2 separate regions of the Mus musculus genome follow, and region 2 is linked to region 1. The links are chromatin contacts, called in public Hi-C maps. All regions are on one chromosome and are shown on one strand. The core of a region is the stretch at or near the end of the contact, and the rest is flanking DNA. Distances in the headings are between cores, read along the strand shown. Region 1 has its middle 25 kb from the start of Gm22521. Region 2 has its middle 15 kb from the start of Gm41335.

Evidence for each region. Hi-C and Micro-C count contacts between places; a contact is called where the count stands out from the background.
Region 2: a Hi-C map of the G1E-ER4 cell line shows a contact between it and region 1, with 4 times the contacts expected there. The contact joins two enhancer-like sites. A contact is called at or near these places in 2 of 484 Hi-C or Micro-C datasets (the G1E-ER4 cell line and nephron progenitors) and 2 of 115 datasets of contacts at active chromatin or transcription factors (CD8 T cells and large pre-B cells).

The regions. Positions count from the first base shown.
Region 1 is chr15:62,814,335-62,821,107 of GRCm38.p6, reverse strand. No RefSeq gene overlaps it. Among named protein-coding and RNA genes, the nearest start is that of Gm22521, 25 kb to the right of the region's middle. Within about 2 kb of position 2,532, at least 7 of the 459 cell types and tissues checked have an H3K27ac peak or open chromatin away from gene starts, as enhancers often do. A contact at or near this core is called in the G1E-ER4 cell line, where this site is marked.
Region 2 is chr15:63,338,851-63,345,623 of GRCm38.p6, reverse strand. No RefSeq gene overlaps it. Among named protein-coding and RNA genes, the nearest start is that of Gm41335, 15 kb to the left of the region's middle. Within about 2 kb of position 4,448, at least 71 of the 459 cell types and tissues checked have an H3K27ac peak or open chromatin away from gene starts, as enhancers often do. A contact at or near this core is called in the G1E-ER4 cell line, where this site is marked.

The sequences.
Region 1 (6,773 bases), core at 1,283-3,782:
ATATTTAATGGTGTCCCCACTTGAAAGAAGAAAAGGGAGCAGAGGAAAGTGTGAAATGTTTACTCCAAAAAATATTCTTCTAAAAGGAATTCTGTAGCAGTCTCAAGTGTCAAAAATAGCTGTATCACAAGCCCGAGAGGTAATTCTTCCTATGTAGAAGATCCTGAACAAACTGTAAAATGTACAGAAACCTTTATTTCACTTTTTGGTACAAGTAAGTTATGATGTGAGGCTTATGCTGTGGCTGCATTGGAAGTGTTGGGCTCTGCTTCCTTCCCCACAAACAGCCCTGATTAGGATCATATGTTTAGACTACCCTCTTTGATAAAATCTTACAAGTTTCTACAATGCTCCAGTGCTCCCACAGTGATGACTCTGCCAATACTTACATCTCATATTTCTCACCAGGTATCCACGCCTCTTTGTATGTCTGTCTGTCTTTTTTCTTTTTCTGTCTCCCCCTCATCATTATCACTCTTGGTCTTTGTTGTTGTTGTTCTGTTTGTTATTCAGCCTCATATAATATAACAGAAAAAGTGAATACACCAGGACTGGGGCACTATTTGATTGATGAAAAGGAGGTCACCTTATGTCATTTTGTAGCCTTTGAGAAGCTGGGCTGGGAGAATTATGAGAGTTTCCTATGGAGACATCATTTAGAATATAGCCATTTAAAATAGTTATTAAGTATTTTTAAGAAAAACTTTTAGGGTTTTTTGGTATTTTAATAATAGATTTATAGACACACTAGGAAAAAAACCTTTAGAATTTATGTAACTAATATTTTATAAATGTGAACCACTGAGGGTAGGAGAAGTTAATGTATAAGTGGCACTTCTGGGCTGGGGATATTTTGGATATTTTGGATAGTTTGGGATACTGCTAGATGATTTTAGTCCATAGCTATCCAATTGGATCAGTTTTCCTCCTACACGTTCTTGATAACATAACAGCTGTCTTGTATGGATTTAACAGTTGATACAGAAAGTACAGAATACTTTTTTGTTGTTGTTGTTGTTTTCATCTTTTGAGACAGGGTTTCTCTGTATAGCCCTGGCTGTCCTGGAACTCACTCTGTAGAACAGGCTGGCTTCGAACTCAGAAATCTGCCTGCTTCTGCCTCCCAAGTGCTGGGATTAAAGGTGTGTGTACCACTGCCTGGCTAGATTAATTAGTTTTTATATCAGTCTCTTGACATATATAGGGTGTTTTCTGTTATTAGACATTAATGAAAATCTCAATTCACTGGGGGAAGTAAGATGGAGACACTGGCTTTTCCTTCACGGAACTTAACTATAGTCGTGGGAGAGCTGTGAACATCAACAGTGAGCCATATAACCCAAACACATTGAATCACTTGCATAATTATTTTGTTGTGGTGTCTCCCATCCCAGTGAGTAGGGCTGAGAAGAATAAGACTCCACCTCCATCCCCAAGAATTATCTAATATGTAAATCATTTAACTATTACTGCTATCAGAATACATGATTACTTAAAAGAGCACATTCTAGACCAAGGGGCCTCTCTTCCCAATGATGGCCAACTAGGCCATCTTCTGCTACATATGCAGCTAGAGACACGAGCTCCGGGGGGTACTGGTTTGTTCATATTGTTGTTCTAACTATAGGGTTGTAGACCCCTTCAGATCTTGGGTACTTTCTCTAGCGCCTCCATTGGAGGCCCTGTGTTCCATCCTATAGATGACTGTGAGCATCCACTTCTGTATTTGCCAGGCACTGGCAAAGCCTCACAGGAGACAGCTATATCAAGGTCCTTTCAGCGAAATCTTGCTGGCGTATGCAATAGTGTCTGCATTTGGTGGCTTATTATGGGATGGACCCCCTGGTGGGGCAATCTCTGGATGGTCCATCCTTTTGTCAGTACAATACAGCGGAAAGCCAGGGCCAAGAAGTGGGAGTGAGTGGGTAGGGGAGCAGGGCGGGGGAAAGGTATAAGGAACTTTTGGGATAGCATTTGAAATGTAAATGAAGAAAATATCTAATAATTTTTTTTAATTTTAAAAAAGAAATAAAAAGAAAAGTCAAAAGAGCACATTCTGTTGTGGTTGCTGTTATCTTTATTATAATCCAGTGTATTACTGAGTGTGCGAATAAAAATGTACAGGATCATGAGTTCTCTGGAGTAGGTAAAAAAGAACTGTAGAAGAAGGAAAAAACTCTTGTAATCCCCAGGCTGTTCTGAAGAGTCCTCACCTCCCAGGAAGGGCTTTAGAACTTCTGTCAGGGATCAAATGACAGTGCAGAGTCCCTCACTTCAACCACAACTCCTCCCTTCAGGTCTACCCTTTATGTGTGAATTGAGATATTTTATTTTATCTAGGAATCCACTGCTTTATGAAGTACAAAGACACAAATCTAACTGACCCTTTAATTTTGAAAGTTAGGAAATTTGAGATCAAGAAGTTAAGTGTCTTGACTGGGTTCCAGGGCTTAGAAGCCATACAGGACTTAGGGAAGCACCCTGCTTCCTGTGTGGCGGCCTTTCCACCAGGCTTCCTCCCTTCTTCACTGGAACTCATAGTTCTTGGTCAGAATGTGAAAACCATTGGCCCTCATCCCCACATATGAGGGTGGCTGATCTGTATTTCATACAGAATAATTTGTCTCTTGAACCATTAACAGAGCTAGACTGGCTTTCACTATGAGTTAGTTCTGTGGAAAAGCACAGTTTCCCTGCTCCCAGAAGAATTCTCTGAATTTCTTCTAAGTTGCCATCTTAACAATGAGAACACACCTGTTTCAAATAACGCACTAAAGGTGATCCAGAGGTACATATGAGTAACATTGCACAGAAGGAACAGGTTGGATTTAGGAATATATGTGTATATCCATATACCTATGTGTATATGCAGGGAAAAGAGGCCATAAATTGAAAGATTTCAAGGAGGAGGGTAATATGCGATGTTTTGGAGGGTGGAGTGGGGAGGGGGAAATGATGTAATTATATTTTATTCCTATAAATAAAACAATGATTGGTACATATTGTTTTTACTTCTCTAACTACAGCAACAATCCCAAGATCATAATAATCAAATAAAAATAAGAGTCACTTATGAGGTCATAATCAAATGGAAAACTAGGTACACATATGCAAATGTACTAACAAAATTGTCTATGAAAATGAATACATAATTTTAGGTACTGCAGTCAAGCATGGCATTATCTGCCTAAAAATAGTAGGTTATGAAAATGTATCCTTTTTGTATGTTGTCATTTTGTCTATAGGTGATCATCAGTGACCATGATAATCCATGCATGACTTTTACATTTAATTTCCTTAGTTGGTACACTGCTATATGTAAATGCATGCAAAATTATTTTAACTGGCATGTAAAATGTTTCCAGAAGGTCATGTGCTTAAACATTTCACATAGGTACTGTTTGGGGAGATGTGGGACCTTTCCAAGGTGGAGCCTGGAGGATGAATCGGGGAACTCCTGAGCTTCACAGTTTGGTTCTACTTCTGAACCCATCTCTTGCTTCCCAATCCAGTATGATGAGAACAAGCTTCTGTAGACACAGTTGTGAGCTGTTCCTGCTATTATGCATACTCATCATGCACAGGATCTCCTGAAACTAAATTATACATCTTTCCTTCTTTCAGTGGGATTTTTTTGGGGGGAGGGGTATTATTACCAATGGGCATGAGTTCTTTTTAGAATACTTTTTACAGAAACAACTTTTAAAATAATGGGGTTTTTTGTCTCTGATAATTTTATGTATTTTAATCATATTCATTCCCCTTGCCCAACTCCTTATAGATTCTGCACTACCTTCCTCTACAATCAACATCATGTTGTTTTTTAATAAACAACCAAACTATGAAGTCTAGTTTGTGTTAGCATGTTGGTCCTGAACATGTGTCTTGCCCTGGAGTGTGATTGATATACTCAGTACCACCCATTGAAGAAAACTGATTTTTCTTCTCCTAGCTGCTATCAATTGTCAACAGCAGAACCTGAGGCTGTACACATCATGGCCCTGGGGAAAACCAATTACTATTATCAAGAAAACTTTCTAAAGATAATAATAATTTTAAGAATATAAGGTATTCTTCATTTCTTCCCAAAAGTAAGATGGATTTGACCTTTGTACTATAATATACAGACCCTATCACATAGAGTCCAGAATGTTTCTTATGCATAACAACAGTATGGCTCTCTGGAGATAAAATAGCTTGCTCTTCTAACCAGGAATGAAATGGGTTATCATGGCAAATACTAAGTACTAAGTATTTAAGTTGACCAAATATCATGGTTATTTGGATGGAGAATCTCAGAGAGATTTCCAAACTCAATAGGGAGATGATAGACCTTTAGAAAATGTATCCCCATGCTTGGGGATACATTTAATACATTTAAGACTCAATATTTGGCTGGGTATGGTGGCACATGTCTTTAATCCCAGCACTTGGGAGGCAGAGGCAGGTGGATTTCTTAGTTTGAGGCCAACCTGGTCTACAGGACAGCCAGGGCTATACAGAGAAACCCTGTCTTGAAAAACAAAAACAAACAAACAAACAAAAAGACTCAATATTTGATAATTTAATACAGTATTTAAAGTTAATATTTTTTTTACTTATGAAGTGTCTTTCATGTAGACTTAGCCTGTAAACATTATCTTCACAAAACTCATATATGTTTTAAATTTATTTAAATTCAGAATGCTTTAAGATTATTTATAGAATAACATTTTATGCTCAGCTTTTGAATAATGTAAGACTGCTGCCTTTCACTCAAATAATTCAACAAATGCTTATTAAACAGCAATGAATGCGACACACAGTTATAAGTATTCATTAATACAGCACTAAACAAAAGTGATGTTCTTGTTCTCAAAAAGCCTATTTCTAGGTTCCTCATTGTATTAAAAAAAAAGACAAAATGAACCTGCTCATTATACCTAATTACAAATGACAGTGAGGCAAAGCAATGGTGGCTTAATAGCCTGTAACATGAATGAAATTAGGACTCAGTCATAAAAAAATATCCCAAGGAAAACTCATCCACGACCAAGACTATGCTGAACACAAAGACCAAGAGTTGAAAGGAAAAGGAAATGTTAAAGAAAAACTGTCAAGGTGCTGGTAAATCGCTGACTCGAATTAGAGTACAGAGCCTTATGCACCTTGGTTGAAGGCTTTGATGTTATTTATAGTCTACATACAGGACAAAACTCAGCACAAGCGCTGTCATCGAAGTGTTCTGAAAAGACACCGAGGATTCTGAATGTTAGTGTGACAAAGTCAGCTTTATATTTGTATAAATTTTGCCTCTAAACATATTCACACAAACACTTTCAAACAAAAATGTGTTACAGAAAATCAAAGAAAAAGCAGGAAGTCCACTTGCATTTTGTTATAAAACTCCAAACATGTACAAAGATGATACAGAGGACCATGGAGCTTGAGATCAATGTGAATTCGGCTACATATCTCTGGGAGATGAAGTTGTCAATGCCTCCATTTTACAGCATCCTTCTCTATGAAATAAGGACATAATATCTGTCTTAATTCACCAACAAATAAAATATTATATGTGTGCTTTTAATCTTCATTGTTAATTTGACAGTATTAAAAATCACCAAAGAAACACACCTCTGTTCATATCTATGAAGTGTTTCTAGAAAGCGTACCTTGATTAAAAGATATATCCTGAATGTAGGTGATACCCACATTGTGCTAAGACCCTGCACTGAATAAAATTGGGAAATAGGGCTAAGATCCAGAAAGGCTACAACTCAGCAGAGCTTATGAACAATGTTCACATGAGACTGGGTTTGTAGGTATGAGAAAATTCAAGATTGCAGATTCACAGAGGTGTGTGCCAAGATTACAGCGAGCTACTAATGCAAATGGTGGTAGGATCAGAGTGCCTGCACAGAAAAGTCCCAACACCATTGTCTAATGATGTAAGGTGAAGCTTAAATAATAAAGGACACCACAATATGTTAGAAATACCAAAACAGTGTATTATTTGCTTAAGAAAGCTGCCAACCAGGAGTGAACTGGTCCAAGACAGATGCTACATATGCTATAGGTAGCAGATCTGTGGGCAAGGGCTCTCCTAACTCTTCAAATCCCAGATGATTCTATCACAAGTCCCACATGATTTACATGAAACTACAGAATCTGGTATTTGCCTGTGTAGTTTTCAGTCCTGTTTGTTGTTAGACTTCAAATCTGCCCTTTTGGAATAAGACTGCTTACTCAATGGCAGTATATGTTGGATGTATATACTTTATTTTGTTACTTTGCAGGGCCTCACAATTTAGAGATTGCTTTACATTCTTTTGAACTGTTGGAAAGTGTTGACCCTGCTAAAGACTGAGGACTTTTAGAGGGAGAACAAGTACTTCTTGTAGAATGAAATGAAAAGATATGGGAAAAGTGTATAATGTTGTGGACAGAAAGCGTGCCAGGTTAACGAGGAGATGGATGACTTTTCGTCTTGACTGTCAACATGAGAGGACTAAGAATTGTTGTAGAAGCACCATTGTGAATGTGTCTGTAAAGAAATGTGTGGAAATATATCATTGGAGATGGAAGGCACATACTGATCGGGGGCCTCACTGTTCCTTGGAATGGGATCTACACTGAGGCCAAACAAGGCAATCCTCTGTTACATATGTTCTGGGGCAGTATGGACCAACCCATATATGCTTTTTGGTTGGTGGCTTAGTCTCTGTGAGATTCCTGGGTCTGGGTTAGTTGATAGTGTTGTTCTTCCTATGGGGTTGCAATCCCCTTCGGCT
Region 2 (6,773 bases), core at 3,199-5,698, 520 kb before region 1:
ATATCTTTTTTTTGAGAAAAAGCATCCCCAGTACTACATCTGACTGCTTTGCTGCATACTCCTTTGCTATCTGTTCAGTTCCGGGTTGCTAGGAAATCTTGCTGTCTTTATTATAAGAAAGAATAGGTTACAGAAGCATCCGTGGTAGTCTTGGAGAATAAATGCAAGGGTATTTGTTGCCTTCTGTCTGTGGAAACAAATGCTGAATTTTATTTAATAATATGTTCCTTGTGTAGCTGAATCTGATTTCTCCGGTGGATGTAACCAGAGACCTTTAACCCCAAATTCACTGCAACTGGTTGTGGACAACAAAGGGCCACTCCACGATTGACAAGGGGTTCTTCTGGAATGAATGTAATCCAAAACCCAACCCAGACTTTTATTAGAACCAGGGACAGCAGCAAAACTTTTGGTTATGACTCCAAACAAGTTGAAGGAAACCCATATTCTTTGGGGATGGATATAAAGTTGCTATGGGACATAGATCACATTATGTTATATTTATTTACTTTTTATTTTTTGAGAGCAAAAGAAACAACTAAATTTTCACCACATTTTTTTTCTGACATTTAAGGCAAATGAGGGTAATGTCTTTCTGAGCAGAGAACAGCTGTTACTCACCAACAGTTGTTACTATCAGTTGTTACTTTAACTCTGATGAAGAACACCCTCAACTAACTTGATGATCTTTATAACTTAGTAGAACTTTGTATTAGTTTAACTTATTTTCTTCTTGGCGTTGTCCATGTATTCATGTATCATTATTTTTTTTAAGAGATAAGACAGTGTCTTGTGAATGAATGAGAAAATTCTACACTAAGAGTCATAAGAGTCATAATATTAACTGTTTTTTATTTGAAGTATGGAAGTAGCCTCAAGGGAAGTTCGTAGCTTCTTCAGAACTCAGTGGGTTCTGGGGGCACTGATCAATCAGATGACCTGTGGGTTGTTCTTTTTATTTCAAAGATAAGAAAAAAATGTTATTGAGAGACTTTTACACTGCACATATTGAGGGCTTGGCTGGGTGTGAAGCTACAATCACCTGAAGGCCAGACTTAGTATACTTCACAGCTCATCTTTCTCTGAGAATGCCTTCTCCAAATCACACTACATTTAGTATAGTCACCCATTCCTCATTATCTAGTTATGTACTTGGCTAATTTTTCTAAGTTTTTTGTTTTAATTCTAGACTCCAATGGGCTTATAATGACATCTCCTTGTATTTTTGATCTGGTACCACATATATAGACCCATGGAAGGGAGACTATTCTTGATGTTCAGAATGTACATGAACTACCATAATATAGTTTATAGAATCATATTGATTTCTGACCTGACACAAATATGTCAGTGGTGGTCTTAGAGTGGTGGTCTATTATAGAAATACATATGATGTAATCCTAAAGCTTTTACTTTTATGTCTGTTTGGTCAGTTAGATTTGTAATTCTATGGGGCAGGTGCTGAGTTTTTTTAAACTTGTAAGTAAATTTAATAAGAGCTATACAATGAACTTACTGAAGGCTTCTCCTTGTCCTCCTTCCTTTCCTTCTCCCGCCCTCTTCTTCCTTCTCCTCCTGCCCCACCTCTTTCTCCTCCTTCTCCTTCAATCCCAAGCTCAATTCCATAACATTTCTAATGGGATATATAACATACTAAGCCACCCAAGAAGATTCTCTTTTACATTGAAAAGCATATGTGATAAGTTCCTTCTTCACAAAAGCCAGTGCTTTAGCACAAGGGCTTCTGGCAAACAGAAATAGTGGCAAGTTCATTGAATGCAGTGAGGAATAATTAGGTGTTATGTTCTTATCTTTAATCAGTTAGGTACAGATTGCTGAAGACTTTATGGATAATATCCAACTTCACTGAAATATAAAAGATGGCCAGGAATTAATTAGATAACCTAGGATGTGGAGAAGGGTTGGTTTAAATGGAAAACATACTCAAAGATCAAAGACAAAATACTCAGTAGTACCTTCCTGAGACAAAAAGAATTCCAATATGACTGAATCCTAGAGATGAAGTCATGGAATGAGGTACAAGGGAAGGCTGAAGTGATGGGTCAGTCATATGGTCCTATAAAAAGGCAATGGAGGAATTAATGCACTTAAGACTTTGAATTAACAAGAGGAGACTGAACTTTAAAAAGATTCCTTATAGTTGTATAAATGCCAAGAGCATGTGCACAGACTTGAAATGGTAACTGTAATGGAGTCAGAGATGCTGGTTGATATCTGGATATAGGATAAAAAGATCTAACAAAAGAGGATAGAGACCAGTGGGTGGATCTGAGAAATTTTTAGGGAAAACAATTAATCACTTATCAATGACTCATTCAATATAAAAGAATGACCAAAACGTGATTAAAGATTAGGTTGGTAGTTTAAAATTTAACAACTATTGGATAATAGCATTATATATTAGCCTGAGAAAGAGCATATTTAGAGTATCGAGGTCATAACTATGATTTTATCTGACATTTATTAAATATTTACTATCTACCAATGGCTTTTATGTTTTACAGACATCTATATATTTAATTTACTAATAAGCATTAGAGTTTAGAATAGTTTATTTAGTCTTTCCATAAGCATATAGCTTGTCTCTAGTAGGACTGAAATGGCAATATAGAGGCTCTAGTTCCAAAAGCCCTTAGTGTACCCCTTCCCATACTGCAGGTCTTATTTAGAAAGGCTGAATAAAACAGGGCTCTAGAGTACAGAAACACAAGATGAGCAAGAGACATAAATTTGGAAGCCATCATATTAATCATCCTAGACTGTAAAATTTCAGTGGTTTCACAGAGCAAATGCAATTTCTTGCTCATACTAGCCATCAGGAATGCACAAACTTGTTGATTTTTAAAGGGAGTTTCCCTTTACGTATTGACTCTAGAGTTCTGAGTCTTCCAACCTTTGTGCCTACTACTTCTTGGTAACTTCTTGGCATCTCTTTTCCCTTTCTCTTTCTGCAGGTAATTGATAAACTGAAGTAGAGTAGAAGATTTTAATGCCAAGGCTAGAGGGAATATACATTACTCCTTTTTAAAATTACAGTGTACAGGACAATTCATGTGGTCCCAACTGACCACTCACATTTATGGATGGGGTAGAATGAAAATTAGGAGATCTCACTGAAACATATGTAATTATTCAAGTCCCAGAGTGAATAAATATAGAATTAGAAATGTGGCTGAGGTCAGAGAATTGACAAGATCTTTATGGTAATGATGATGATTAATAATAGCTAAAACATTTAGAGCACTTACAGTATTCCAGGCTTATATGCATACATTAATTCCTGAAATCCTTATAAAAGCCCTTTGATGTAATGGTATTATTATATCTTTTAATATAGACCAAGGAGTAAAGAGCAAGTAAATAACTCTCTTGAGGTCACAGACTTCTAAGTGGCAGAACAAGAATTTGAATGTAGGGCGTCTGCTTCCAGAGTCTGTGAGTTTAACTGATGTCATATGCTACATAATTATTAACTTCAAATACTTGAAGAATGTCACATTAATATGTAAGTATCTTTGCTATGAGTTCCCAAGGGATAGAATTATAACTAACAAATGGAATGGAAATGATGGCAGTGCTCAGCCCAGAAGAAGGAAGTGCTTTCTAAAAGGAGCTGTCTCAAAGGAAGCAAACTGCAGCCTGAGATAGTGCAATCTTCATCAGCGGAGGTGCCCAAGCATACTAAGAGAAAACCCTTGATAAGGATGCCAATCCAATCATCCAGTAGAGATCCAATCATCCAGTGAGTGCTTCAAGGAGATAACCACTATTCTTCTCGAATATTCAAGAGTTGGAAAGTTTTGCAAATACATGCTTGCCAAGATTTCCTGAGGAGTGTAAACTTTCAGAATTAGTGTCTCAAAGTAAGTTCTAAAAGCTGTATCATCCAAGAACTGGACCTGAAGCTAGCTAGAACAGTGAGTTCTCAACCTTCCGAATGCAGTGACCCTTTAAATAAAGTTCCTCATGTCGTGGTGACCCTCAAACGTAATTTTGCTACTGTTATGACTAGCAGTATAGATATTGGTCTTTGGGGGTCATGACCTACAGGTTGAGAGTCATTGAGCTGGAAGGAGAAGGCTGGGGAGGGTGTAGAATAAATAATTCCTTACCTTTGAATCTTAGCAGTTTACTTAGAAGCAAAGGCTCATGGTTGTGTATTGACAGAGGGCCACCTATAGAATTCTAACCTGGAGATGAGCCCATGATTTGTACATGGTAGAAGATCTCCATTTTGGCTCAGTAGTACTGGCTCTCTGCTCCAGAAGCCTCTGTTTCTATTTTATAAAAGTGGTTTCCCAGGTTTAAGACTTATCTGAATCAATGGGAGAGCTCAATAAACCAACTGCACCTTCTCATTCAGTGCATTGAGGCTAGAGCTTGCAAACTTTCCTACCCCAGTGCTGTTCTTGCCTCTGCTTTCACCTTTTAGGAGACTACTCTCTGGGAACCATTGCTCTAACAGGGGCTTCTGGTTCAATACCATAAGCCTTTGTTTATATGTCTAGCTTCTCCTTGCTTATCTTTGTTTTACCCCCACCTAACCCACCATGGGTTTCTTGATAAAATTTTACTGAGGAAATGCATTGAAAGAAATATTAGTTTTCTAGAAGTTCAAAGAGGGGAAAGAAATCATGGGAATCTTTCAGAAGAGAAATCCTGTGTTGTCACCTTTCACATAGCTGGAAGCATGACTCATGCAAAGACATGCCTATCTTTGCTGAAAAGCAAACACAGACACACCAGTTTTGTGTGTCCTGGAATGTGCATCAGAGACGTCTCCTTATCACCTCTTCCTCATTCTTTTTCTGTCTCTTTAAATAGATGGTCACCACCACTTCATGCAAGGAAAGTATTATTTAGAGTGTGGAATGCAATTTGCTTCTTCCCAGAGTTAGTTCCCTTCGGACTGTCTTTGGATGAACTTTGCAGTCTTCACTGAAGGGGGAACCCTTTCCCACTGTTCTCTGGGAGAGCCACGGCTTTGAAGTCACAGCTGGCTTGACTAAACTCATTTCCTCCCTCCACAATGTGCCTCTGATGCAGTGTTGGCTGAGGCTCCCCCTTGCCGGCTCCTGCTATTGAACCAGACCCAAGTGCAATGTTTAATGTGAGTGTTTGGCTTGGCTTGAATTTGGCCAAATCATCTGTACTTCGTTTCATTTGAAAGCTCTACTTTTTTTTTCCCTCCCCGTTTCTCTCTCAAATAGTTCATTCCAGATGTTTTTGATTTGTCTTTCTGTGGTCCACTCCACCCAGTTCCTAAATCAGTAAATCATTTTCATGCTTCTTCCAAAATCTAAGCAAAGAGAAGTGCTCAATTAGAAAGAGCAACTGATTATTGGTTCCTTAGGCTTCAGTGTGGCTCTTTTCTTCAGGAACTACATTTCCAAGGTAGGAGAGAATGTGACAGAACATGTAGATTCCAAATTCCTAGCATTCAGGATCAGAGAGTATGCACAATAGGGATGTGTACATAATATGAACATCCAATTTTATTGCCTAGTTCAAGGCTTGATAGCACTGTTCTTGTTTGAATGCTTTCTGTGACTCAAGTGCACATGGAGACACCCATTCTATGAGCTTATGTGTATCCTTACATGACAGAAATACTAACTAATCAAGATCCCAGCAATTTTCTCATGGTGATGGAGGCAAGGGTAAACAGATGGAGCTAAGATGCAGGGAATGGTTATTTTATTGTCATTATAAGGAGTGAGGGCCTTATGAGAAAGTCCCATATCTGACAGATTAGGGAAGCTAGAAGGAGAAAAATTGCACACATTCAGAGTTTCTCAGAGTTTAAGAATTTACAAAGAAACTCTTGGATGCAACTAGGTGATAAAGTCAGATGAAATATGGGGAAAATGCTGTAAGGTGCTGGAGAAATGGATAGGTCAGCAGTTTAGAGCACTGGCTACTCTTACAGAGGACTCAGGTTCAATTCCCAGCACCTACGTAGTAACTCACAAATGTTTGTAATTAGAATTTTGTGGATATGACTCCTGACTTCAATGAGCACCAGACATAATGTCATAATGTACTACACATGCACACACACACACACATACATCACACACACATATATCACACACACACATCACACACACAGAAAAAAATTACATACAGGCAAATCACTCATACACATAAACTAAATAAATAAGTTAAATAAATAACTACCTAAATAAGATTTCTTTAAATAGTTTTAAGAAATTTTGATGTGATGTGAATGAAATTTCTCTGACAAATTTACAAATGACTCCAGTGAAGACCTACGTGCCCTCTAAAATCTTTCCTAAAGATGATGTAAGTTCTCTTTTGAACTTGATGTTAATATGAGACTTACTGTTCAGAGTACACCAATAATAGTTTATGCTACTTATTTTATTTCATGCTTTTATTCATTTATTTACCATATGACACCAGATTATAAAAGTATGCAAATAGCTTTTAGAGGTATACATATGCTTATTTATATATTAATTTAGAAAAGAAAGTTCTAGTTATTTATAGAATAATATATTTATTTAGGATAGCAATTTTAACTTGTACGTACCATCCCTAACAATGAGTATAGTACACAATCAACTTTAGGACCACAATTAGATAGTGAAGATCATGCAAAGTGAATATAATAGTAAAATTTATAACTGATACAGGAAAGGAATATGACTCATGAAATTCAATAAAAACATAGCTTCAGTTTGAACATTATATCTAATGATATTATTTGACTTCTGAGATCAGTTGTC